Linked DNA regions of Canis lupus: region 1 is linked to region 2. A link is a contact called in public Hi-C data. All regions are on one chromosome and are shown on one strand. Each heading gives the region's core, a stretch centred on a gene start, on an enhancer-like site or on the middle of the called end of the contact. The rest is flanking DNA. Distances are from core to core; before and after follow the strand shown.

Region 1 (5,745 bases), core at 1,347-3,846, 130 kb before region 2:
AGAGAGAGAGAGAGAGGCAGAGACATAGGCAGAGGGAGAAGCAGGCTCCAAGCACCAGGAGCCTGACGTGGGATTTGATCCCGGGTCTCCAGGATCGCGCCCTGGGCCAAAGGCAGGCGCCAAACCGCTGCGCCACCCAGGGATCCCTTTACTTATTTTTCTTAGTAATCTCTACGTCCAATGTGGGGTTGAATTTACAACCCTAGGATCAAGAGTTGCATGCACTTCCAACTGAGCCATCCAGGTGCTCCTAAATTTTTTTAAAACATTTTTTTTTTTTTAGTAATTTCTATACCCAATGTGGGGCTCAAACTAACAACCTTGAAACCAAGAGTCATTTGTTCTCCTGACTGAGCCACCCAGACACCCCCAGCAGAATTATTAACAGTAGTAGCAGAAAAAGAAGATAAATAATATTTCCAAAGGTTTGAGAGGGAAAAAGTAATTGTCAGTTTAGAATTTTACACCCTACTAAGTTACCAGTTAGGAGATACAGAGACAGAGAGCTGGAGAATCATACTCACTGAAAAAAACTTTTAAAGGATATACTTTGGGAAAAGGGAAAATGAACCCACAGAGGAGATATGAAGAAAAAAAAAAAAGATCCACATGATAAGGATCTTTCCCATGTGTGGGAAATAATAAATGAATAAGCAAACAAAGTAATATCAGGTGGTAAAAACTGCTTTGATGAAAGATAATATATCAGAGTAACAGAGGGGAAGTAATATATCAGAGAAACCTTACTCCTTTGGACAGGGGTAAGGTTTCTTTCTCAACAGCAGTACGACTGGCATTTTAGGCCAGTTAATTCTTTGGTAGGAGGAACTGTCCTGTGCATTGTAGGATATAGACCAGCATTCCCGGTCTCTACCTTCTAGATGACTGTAGCACCCTCCCAGCCATAATAACCTGAAATTGTTGGGGCACCTGGGTAGTTCAGTGGCTGAGCACTCCCTTTGGCTCGTGGTGATCCTGGGGTCCTAGGATCAAATCTTGTGTCAGGCTCCCCAGAGGGAGCCTGCTTCTCTCTCTGCCCATGTCTCTGTGCGTCTCTCATGAATGAATAAATAAAATCTTAAAAAGAAAAAAAAAAAAACCTGAAATTGTTTCTACACATTGCCAAAGACCCTTAAGGGTTAGAACTGGCCCCTTCAGCTGAGAACTACTAGAATGGGGTGTTCATCGTGGGTGGGCCGGAGGAGGTGACATTTGAGTGAGACCAAGGAGTTCCTCAATGTTGCAGGAAGTTCATTCCAAGGAGCAAGTACCATGGCTGTAAGTCAGAAAGAGATCTTGCCTAAGAAACCCAAACAAGCCCAGTGTGGTTGAAGCATAGCGACTGGGGAAAGAAAAGGATGAGATCCCTGGGTGGCTCAGCGGTTTGGCGCCTGCCTTTGGCCTGGGGCGCGCGGTCCTGGAGTCCCGGGATCGATCCCACGTCGGGCTCCCGGCATGGAGCCTGCTTCTCCCTCTGCCTGTGTCTCTGCCTCTCTCTCTCTCTCTCTCATGAATAAATAAATAAAATTAAAAAAAAAAAAAAAAGGATGAGAAATAAAGTGGAGGCAGGGAAGTAGAATAGGCAGGGATTAGATCACACAGTTTTGTAGGCCATGAAGGGAATCTGAGTTGATTCTAAAAGCAATAAAATTATCTGATTTAATACTTTCAAAAGGTTTACTCTGGCTTCTGCGTAACGTAGAAAACACGGTTGGAGGGCAGGAGTGAAGCAGGAAGGCCCAAGAGGGAATTGCTTCAGCAGCCCAGAGGGAGGCGCCATGGAGGCCGCTGCGCGGGTGCACGGCTGCCTCACAGTCAATTAAATCCGAAAGCACATAAAGCGGCAGCATCTACCCAACAGCTGATGAGTTAGTGCTGCATTAGCGGCCTCCGCCCTGACAGAGGACACGCTGCTTCCCGAGAAGAGAGGACTTGGGTTTCAGCCTTACTCTGTCCTTACAGGCAATGCCACCTCCTTCCATGGAGTATGGGGTAAAAGGGTTCCGTCTCTGGGCCCCAAAGGTAGAGACGCCACCTGCGTCGAGGCCCACGTGTGCCGCCGGACCCCGGGGCTCACGCGGGCGGCCAGGGCGTCAGCTCCCTTCGCAGCGCGGCCCCTCTGACGCTCCACGGCCTCGGCGTGGCTGCGACCCCCGACCCCCCGACCCCGACCCCGCACACCCCCGGGCCGGCCCGAGTCTCCCGGCGGCGCCCCGGCCGAGGAACCGGGCCCCGCCCCAGCACCTGGGAAAGTTGCCGAACCCAGGGCCCCCGTTTCCCAACCCGCGCGCGAAGCGAAGTTTCTAGTGGCCGAGCTCGTGCCGGGTCCCGCGCGGGATGTCCGCGACCAGGGGGCTGTGAGCCCACCGCCCGCCCGCGCCCCCACCAGGCGCGCCGCGGCCCCGCTTCTCTGCCCTCCCTGGTCCCACGATCTGGCGAGAGCCGGAGTCTCACCCCTGTCGAAGTCCATCTCGTCCAGCGTCTGCTGCACGCCGGACGCCGCACCCGGCCAGGAGCAGCAGGGCCCGTCCGCGCAGGGCTGCGGCGACGCCATGTCGGCCCGGGAGCTCGCTCCGCCCCGGCTGTTGTGCGCACGCGCGGCCGGGCCGGGGGCGGGGCGGGGCGGGGCCGGGGGGCGGGGCCTGGGGCGGGGCCGCGGCGGTCCTCGGAGGCCGGCTCTGCGGGGCTGTAGCTCCGCGGCCAGTGCAGGCGGGGGCGGGGCTTGGCTGCGCTGCGCTCCCCGGCGGCCGCGCGAGGGCGTCCCAGGCTAAGCGAGTGCCGAGGGCCGGGCGCCGGGTCCCCAGACCCAGAGCGCGGGCGGATGGCGCCCGGGCCGCCGCCAGCCCCGGAGGGTGTGGGGACGCGGCGGGCGGGTGTGGCGGCTCGCCAGGGCCCAGCCCTCCGAGGCTCCCCTGCGGCCCACCGGTTTCCCCAGGGCAGGGAGTCGCCGGGCGCGCCCCAGGTCCTCCGCCCCGGTTTTCTGCACCACCCCAGGCCCAGTGACCTCGCTCCCCCCTCCCTCCTCTCGCGCCTCCTGCGCGGTTCTTGAAAACCCATGGGAGGCAGGTGGCCATGACTTTTGCCATTAGGAGCACAGAAAAACCCCAAGGGCAGGAACGGGGCCTTGGGTTGTGGGCCTTGCATTGTGCCCAACCCTACTCCAGTGGGGGCCTAGTTTACTGTATCAGGCTTCATATATCAAAACATCCTCTGGGCTGAGGTTGACGGACCATGCTGGAAGCTTAGCGTCCCCAGAAGTCGGCAAATCACAGCCCTTTCCTACAGCTAAGGACACCCGGGGCAGCAGCCCCTTTCAGCCACTGCAGGCCCTCCAGACCAGTCAAATGTAGGGAGTCCATTTCACTTGAACTGCCTCCATCTGTGGGCATGGACTACAGAATCCAGGCTGGGTCCTCTCTTCCTTACAAACATCTGGGCTCCCTGTACCACTCCTTCCATAGGACAGTGGCTTGGCGCACACTGGGTGGTAGTGAGCAAAGTTCCACACTTCACATAGCTGAAGCATTCAGGACTAACATTTCTGGAGGGATAGGCAGAAAGCTTCCCCTAGGCTAGTTGGGAGCCCCGTCCTCACACAAGCCAGTCCATACAACCTTAAGCTTTCTAGGAAGTTCCTCTCCTACAGCCCCCAGCTGCCACTTCCCCTTCCCAGAGTTCTGAGAAGCCAGGCCCCTCCTCTCCTGCCTTGCTCCCAATGCCCTAACTTCTCCCTTTGGCCAGAAGCCAAAGCTGGCTCCCAAGAGGCTGTGGCCCTGGTCTGGTTCCCAGCCCCACAGCTACCACTGTGGGAAAACACTGGAGCCTGGGCTACATTCCCCCTCTGGAGAGGCACAAGCAGGCACGGACAACTGTAGGGGCAGCTGCCCCAGAACTACGGGGAGGTGAGGCTAGTCCAGCCCAGAAGGTTTTAACCGAATGTCTTATCCCTATAGCAGTAACATTTCCCATAGCAGTATCATTTTCTTGATTTTATTCGTCAATATAAAAATACTCAAATATTTACAACAAATAAATACGCGAGAACACAATAAGTTACACTGTTAGGAGCCCTCCTCCTAGGGCTGGGAGAGGCTATGCAATATCCACAGCATGCCCACCCTCTTTCTTCCTCCCTCCCCCTCCCCCCCACACAACCTTTCCCAGCCCTGTAAGGGAGGACAAGTATAAAATACCACTGAACCCCCGGGCCAAGTGGGAGGCCCCTCCCACCCTTGCCCCAAACACACAGGAGAATCCATCTCCCTCCCCCCAACCCTGAAAACATTCACAGCCCTAGGAGCAGGACCAGGCCCACTCCAGAGCTCTGGACTCCCCCAAAGGGGTACAGCACCCTGCCCAGCCCACCCCCATATGTACATCGCTGACCCACACTGGGGACAGGTGGGGGTAGGAGAGGCAAAGTGATACAACCCCTTCCCCTTCATAGCTCCAATGACTCACCAGGAGGACCCCAGGCCAAGGGAAGACTTGACAGAAAAAGGAAGACTATCACATACACACACACACACACACACACAGGCACACGCACAGAAAAAGGAAGACTAAGTCACACACACGTGTGCACACACCCACATCTCCAACTTCTGCCTTGAAAAGTTTTGGCTGCTGGGGTCCCGTGTGTCCGTGATTCACAGCCCCTCACAGAGAGGAGGAAGATGCCTCCCGTGAGGCCGGTGCCCTGGTGAGCCACACCAAGTGGCAGTGCCCGTGCTGAGCAGAGCAGGTCCCCATGGCCGGGCAGGTGCTGGGCAGGGTCCGTCCCAGGCCGAGCCCGGTGCCCGCGCCATGTCCCTGAGGTAGCTGGTGCCTGTGCAAAAGGAGAGGCCGCGCCTCCCGCGCTGCCCCTGCGAGGAGGTGGGGGCCCCTCATACTGAGGACTCCTCAGGATTGGAGTCTGGCAGCGGCTGGCGCTGCTGCAGCTTGCGCCTCAGTTCGTCGGCCAGCTCCGGCAGAGGGTGCCCGAGCCCCCCGCGGTCCTCCCCGCCCAGCTGTAAGCGCACGTAGCCGTTGGCGTTTGAGTTCCGCCCACCCCCCAGGTGAAGCCGGGTGGGCGAAGGCAGGGGCTGGCCGGGGATGCCGGGAGGTGGAGAGGGGGGCGCGCCCCCGGGCTGGCAGCGTGCGTGTCCGGGCACGATCTTGAGGGAGCCGTCCGAGTAGTAGTAGCCCACGGGGTCCCAGAGTTTCTCATCGGTCTCCGGGCCGGGCCTGAAGGGGGGACTGGTGGGCTCCTTGGGCAGCTCCAGCGGGTACACCAGGGTCCTCTCTGCCGCCTTGGCGCCTTTCTCCAGCTCCTCCCGCAGCCGCCGGCGCAGTGACAAAACAAGCAGCAGCAGGACCAGGCACACGGCTCCCAGGGCCACCACGGCCAGCCACACCAGCCCCAGGTTTTCCAAGGGCGCTCGAGCCTCCAGGGTCACCGACGGGCCTGCCACCACAGCCACCAGGTAGCCTTCAGCGGCCAGCCTCGCCCCCTGCTCCTCCGAAAAGCAGTGATAGGCCCCGGCATGGCGGGGCTGGGCAGCCATCACGACCAGGGCCTGCAGGCGGGGGTCATAGAGGAAGGAGCCGGGCTGTTCTGCAGGCAGGTCTCGGCCCCCAAAGGTCCAGCGGGCATGAGCCAAGTTGGAGGAGAGGCGGCAGGGCAGCACCAGGTCTGTGCCTGCCACCACGGTGATGTTTTTGGGTATGAGCCTGACTGCAGCAGTAGAGAGGGAAGAGAGCAGA
Region 2 (6,217 bases), core at 1,741-4,240:
AGAAGAGATAACATTTGCCCACAGTCTTAGAGTTGGAATCACAAGTCATTTCCAAAAGAAGGAGAAGCATGCAAGGAAAGGGGAATAGAGTGTGCAAAGGCATGAATGTGACTGGAATGTCATTGATCAATGGGGAAGTACAGAACTCATAGGTGACAACCAGCTTGAGGAGAACCTTGAGGGCCATGCAGAGGGTTTCCTCAGCAGGAGATCTGAGTACTGAAGAAACAGAGAGAGGTAGAGATGGGGGTAGACAGCTGGGGAAGCCAGAATGGCCTGGGGAGTGGAAAGCAGGCTCTGTGGTAAGGCCTGAGTGACAGAAATGGCCCCTGGAGATCAACCTCCTGTGGAGGAAGAAGAGCCAAGAGGCTGAAAGGCAAGGTGGAGGAAGCTTAGTTTGAGTGAAGGCAGCTAACAATGAAAAGATGTCTAAGAAAATGAAGTTATAAACAGAGTTTGGGATTTAGTAAATTGGGGCCCAAGAGTGAACTTAGCAACAGAATTTCAGGGTGCAGTGGGGTCAAACAGTAGGTTGGAGGGAAGGAGATGTTTTTCCAGACATCTAGAAGTGGTTGGAAGAAAACAGATCCATGACAGAGGCACTGACCTGAGTAAAGACTTGGGTCTCAGCATCCTTGAAGGCCAAGGGAAGGTGCCTGTTGCAGGAAGAGGGCAAAGAGCCCAACAGGTGAAGGCTCAGCCTTGGGGAAGAGAGACTCAGTTCCTCCAAGACCAGGCGGAGGGATGAAGGGAAGGGAAGAGGAGGGTGAAAGAGGAAGAGGAGGGAGGGAGGCTGAGTGAGTTCCTGTCTGCTCCTCAGTGAAATACAAGATGGGCAGGGCTGGGGCTTAAGGACGGAGGGAAAGAACCACCAAGCTCCCAACATGGAGGGCTCAGCCAAGGGTGACCGTCACAAGCCTCTCATGGTGTATGATTTTCTCTGGCAGTGCTTGCCAACTTGGAAGAAGAACCCAGAAAACAGATGGTTGGGCATATTTAGCCTTGGGTACCAGGGACAAGGGAGCAAGGAACTGAGAATGCCAGTGACAGCGTAGTTGAACCATTGAGCAGGGCATCATTCCAGGCAGAGAATCATGCTGATCACTCTGTCTGCCCTTCTGGGTCCCCCTCCATCTCTGTTTTCTGCCTGGGGAGCTTTCCTCCATGGGCTGCATCAAGGGACTCCCATGCCCTCTGGTTGCCAGTTAGGGTCCCTTTGCTTCTCACCTCCACCCTGCCCTTGCTGCCAAGGCTCTGGCAGCGGCACAGCTCCTCCTGCTGCTCAGGACTCACCAGTGCAAATACCACTGGGCCCAGGGTGGCCCTCCCAGGTCTTCAAGATTCCTGGGGGCTCCTCAACCCTGCCACCCCTCTGCAAACAGTCCTTTACTCACCTCTTCTGTGTGGGTCAGTGGGGCCTGACGACTTAGGAAGAACAGATCCCATGGGCCCGCCCAGCAGGATGGGGATGGAGGGAGGAGGAGGGGAGAGGGGAAAAGAAGAGATGGCATGAGGGAAGAGAGGAACATTAGGATTTCCCAGATGGAGCTTCATTTCCTCTCTGGAAGAATAGATGGGGCTCTGTGGGATGGGGAAGAGGGTCACTGGGTGAGAGAGGGGTTCTGGAAGGGGAAGGGTGGCAATTCACATTTGCTCCTGTGCTGCCTCACTGGTTAGATTGGACAGCTTTTGTTTCTTACACACACACTTAGGTAAGAATCCTCCTCTCAGCCCGCTGAGCCCCAGCTACAGCCAGGCCCTGTGCTGACAGTAGTTCCAGGTGACCCATTTTGGATTTGTGGTATCTGCACAAAAACGTTTGATTTGTTCTGACCTGGCTTTTCAGCCAGAAGGGTCCTAGCTCCCACAAGCTGCAGGGGATTCAGCCACTTTATCATATCTTCCTCAGTCCTCCCCAGGTGGCCCTTGAGGTCTAGGCTATCCCTGGGTGATGCATGATCCCAGCAGGCCTGCACACAGCAACTGTCTCACCCCACCCAACACCCTTGTTATAATTAAAAATTGGCCCTACATATGTCTTTGTGAGTGGTCAGGGATTCTGTGACCCAGCCAGAGCAACTTAAATGCAAATTTAAGTCCCTTTTTTGACCCAATTTTTCAAGCTTGTGAAAACTTTGCCCAAACAAAGAACAATGCCTCACCCCCTTCCACTTTCTTGTGATAGATTCAAGGAAGAAGCCACATTTTACTCCCTTTGAATAGTGACCAGCCTTGGCCCAGGGAAAGGACTCAATATAAATAAGCTCCTTAACATTCAAAGAGTGTCTGCACGTCAATAAGATAAAGAACCTCCCCTCATAAGAATATGAATAGCCAATTAAAAAAGGTTTCATTTCTGAATAGGTAATACATCCATACAGTTAAAACTCAAAATAGTGTAAGAGGTCTGCAATGGGTCTCAGTCCCACCCCTGCCTTTGTGGCCCTGTTTCTCACCAACCACCACCACTTTCTCACCCCCACAAATACACAGAAGTAGCTACTTGTATTAACTTCCTTTCTTTTTTTTTTTTTTTAAGATTTTATTTAGTCACTTAGCACACAAGAGAACACAAGTGGTAAGAGAGGGAGAAGCAGGTTGCCCATCAAGCAAGGAGCCCCATGTGGGGCTTGATCCCAGGACTCTGGGATCATGACCTGAGCCAGAGGCAGCTGTGTAACCAACTGAGCCACCCTGGCACCTCTGTTAGCTTCTTTTGTATCCTTCTGGAGATCTTCTGGATAAACTCAAGCAACTGGGAATATATCGAATTGACCAATTTAAAGCCAGCATTAACTCAGCACTTACAGTGTATTAGGCAGTTCTGAGCACTTCATGAGTGTTAATTCATTTGGTCCTCACAACAGCATAAAGAGGTACGTCTTATGCCCGACAGAAAGAAAAGAAAACTGAGGCAAAAAGAGACTAAAGAGCTTGCTTGAGTGGCTAAACCGGGCAGTTCACAGCACAGGGAAATGCAAATGGCCTTATGAAGAGAGGCTCAGCTGCCTTGGAGGTCAGGGAACTGAAACTGCAAACACCAACAGCATCTTGTGTTTTATCCACCCAGCGGGCAAACTTTGCAAAAGGTGGGTAACTCACCTTGTAGAGGTGAGTTCTGGCACTCACATGCCCTACTAATGGGAACATGAATTGCTCCAAACTTTTGGGAAAACAATTTGGCAGAATTAATTGATGTTTAATATACACACCCTCCAAAATAGAAGGCTAGGTGTCCATAGACATGCACTGCAGCATTGTTTGATAGGCAAAAATATTCTGGATATTCATCAAGGGGGAAATGGGCAAATTACAGTAGATTTATAGTTGGAAATACTATGCAGCAATTACATATAATGAGTTAGATCTGTTTGTATTGATCTGTAATGTCCACAAAATATGTTTTTAAAAAGGTTTGTTTGACAGTGAGAGAGAGTGCCAGAGCATGAGCAGGGGGAGGGGCAGAGGGAGAAGCAGACTCCCTTCTGAGCAGGGAGCCCAATGGATCATGACCTGAGCTGAAAGCAGACTTTTAACTAACTGAGCCATTCATCTGCCCCCACAAAATATTTTTTAAAGAAGCAATTTACTAGTAATTTTTATAGTAATATATATTTTTGTAATCGATATTCACTTATATATCTGTATATTTTAAGAAACAGCCCTTATATGTGCATTTGTTTGAATATGTCTATATAAGCATGGGGCAGGGTAATTTTGCCCTCCAGGGGACAAATGGCAGTGACTGAGGACATTTTTGATTGTCACCACTGGGGAATGCTAATGGCATAAATGGTAAAAATCCTACAATGCACACGGGACTGCACCCCTACCCTGCAAAGAATTATCCAATCTAAAATATCAATGGTATTGAAGTTGAGAAATGCTGGTATAAAGGAAAAAATGGAAAAACACAAAACTGTTAATAGTGAACCTTTTCCTTAATTGTCACATATGTTTGACTTACTACAGTATGTAGTTATTTTGACCACTAAAAATAATCATATAAAAGCAAAAAAAAAATAATACTCTGAAAGTTTCTTGTTTTGGCAAAGACAATGATGGAGCAGGAATAGGGAAAACTGTTTATCAAGAAGACATTAGGAGTCGATATGAGCAAAGGGTGGAAGGAGCTGGAGACAGCAGGGAGTGGATAGGATACTTAGAGACTGGTCCTGACATCGGAGCTCACCTGCAAAGTCTGAAGAATCCCAGGTCTTTGTGAGCTGAATAAGGACCTGAAAAAATGTCCTATGATTAGGCATCAACCATATTTCTATTTCATAGGCTGGAGTGAACCATCTGTGGTCAGGCAGCAGGGAATCATAACAGCTCACAACTGCATTTCTCACTGGTCTGCTGAGACTTGGGTTAGGTGCTTCTTGGCAAAGAGTGGTCAATGAAGATAGAAAATCTCTGACATAAACCCCGGGTGAATTAAGCAATAACTATGCTTTTAATTTAATTAGGCTTTTGCTGCAGGCCTAATCAGAACCTTAATATGCTAGAATGTGCATCTCCAAGAGGAAGTTCATCAAATGCAGGACTTTCCAAGTCTTTTTTACCGAAAGCATCTACTGAGATTAGAATTCTGTGCAATACTTTTTGGGAAATACTAATCTAGTCTAATCAATTTTACTGATGAGAAAAATGGCCAGAAGAAAAAGTGACTGGCTAAGCCAGCTGATTGGGTACCATCCCAAAACACTTATATTTCAGACCAGTGCTTTTCCCCTAGCATTAAACATCAAACCATAGGTACAAATCAACTGTAGATTCTTGGGGAACATTCCTAAGATTTATGGAATTTTTAAAAAAAAATTTATTTATTTATTTATGATAGTCAGAGAGAGAGAGAGAGAGGCAGAGACATAGGCAGAGGGAGAAGCAGGCTCCACGCACCGGGAGCCCGACGTGGGACTCGATCCCAGGTCCCCAGGATCGCGCCCTGGGCCAAAGGCAGGCGCCAAACCGCTGCGCCACCCAGGGATCCCCTGGAAATTTTTTTTTTTCCAATTTAATTTGGAGCGGTTGCACTGGAGGTAAAAGAAGGGAGTCACACTGTAAGCCATTCAAAGAAAACCCACTTTTAAAGAGGAGTAAGAAATTTGCCTCAGAAGAGACTCTATATTTTTCTTGGTAGAGGGAGTGAAGTCCAGTGAAGACCAAATGTGCTTCTGTGAAGGAATGCTCCACCAGGTCCTTTTGAAAATGTAGCCTGCATGGGACAGATGGAAACACCTGGGACTTCAGCCCTCCCCAAGTTTACCTCAAATTGACCTCACTGGGCCAGTAGCAGCCCTAGAAAACTTGTTCTGTAGACTCTCTCCAAGAAGTAAATTGGCTAAAATTTACTTGATCCAATTACATGCTGGCCTTCTAGAAGCCACTGAGGATTCAAAGATGAATAGGGCATAATCATTGCTCTGAAGGGATTCTCCATCTGGTATGGAAACATACTGCACGGAATCAGATTAAGATAGGGCTGTGCTGACAATGTGAACCGAGTCCCAGCAGCCATGGGGGGGGGGCAGTGTTTAAACTTTTATTATTTTTTAAAGAGTTTATTTATTTATTCATGAGAGACAGAGAGAGAGGCAGAGACACAGGCAGAGGGAGAAGCAGGCTCCATGCAGGGAGCCTGACATGGGACTCGATCCTGGGTCTCTGGGATCAGGCCCTGGGCTGAAGGCAGGGGCTAAACCGCTGAGCCACCCAGGGATTCCCCAGTGTTTACACTTTTAAACGCCCACCCTTCTAAGAACCTTGCACACCTTGGCTTGTGGGCAACAGGAGCTATGAAAGATGTTTTCAGTATTAAACAGAAACCTCTGGCCCAGGTACCTTCGGTGACTTCATTTCCCATTCTCAGCTTCTCTTCTTGCTCTTTTTGTTTGTGGCAAACTATGCTCAGAGACTGAGATTGTATTTACCAATAATTTATTTAACACATGTTCACTCAGGGAATTAAAATTTATATTTCACAAGCCAATAGCATACAGGACCTCTTTATACGGCAATTAGGAAATAACATACTTCAAACCAGTGACAGGTTAATTATGCAATTGTTCTAGGCAAAGGGGAGATGAAAGAAAGTCCAAATTTAGTTGAGGTGTACCTTTCCACGCTGGGTAGAGTCAGCCCTTTCAACTAAAAGCTGGATATCAGAGCACCGGCACTGCAGGGCACCAGTGTTGGCAGGAATGTGGGCTGCTTC

The links. Hi-C and Micro-C count contacts between places; a contact is called where the count stands out from the background.
Region 1: a Hi-C map of skin fibroblasts shows a contact between it and region 2, with 2.1 times the contacts expected there. The contact joins the promoter of ANKRD39 here to the promoter of COX5B in region 2. A contact is called at or near these places in 2 of 9 Hi-C or Micro-C datasets (amygdala and skin fibroblasts).

The regions. Positions count from the first base shown.
Region 1 is chr10:46,172,013-46,177,757 of UU_Cfam_GSD_1.0, reverse strand. ANKRD39 (ankyrin repeat domain-containing protein 39) reads right to left here and starts at 2,596. Exons shown (of 4, transcript XM_038551115.1): 1 at 2,455-2,596. The coding sequence starts at 2,554. SEMA4C (semaphorin-4C) reads right to left here. Exons shown (of 15, transcript XM_038551099.1): 15 at 3,975-5,716. The coding sequence ends at 4,887.
Region 2 is chr10:46,040,109-46,046,325 of UU_Cfam_GSD_1.0, reverse strand. It overlaps COX5B (cytochrome c oxidase subunit 5B), which reads left to right and starts at 2,990. Exons shown (of 4, transcript NM_001144130.1): 1 at 2,990-3,089. The coding sequence starts at 2,990.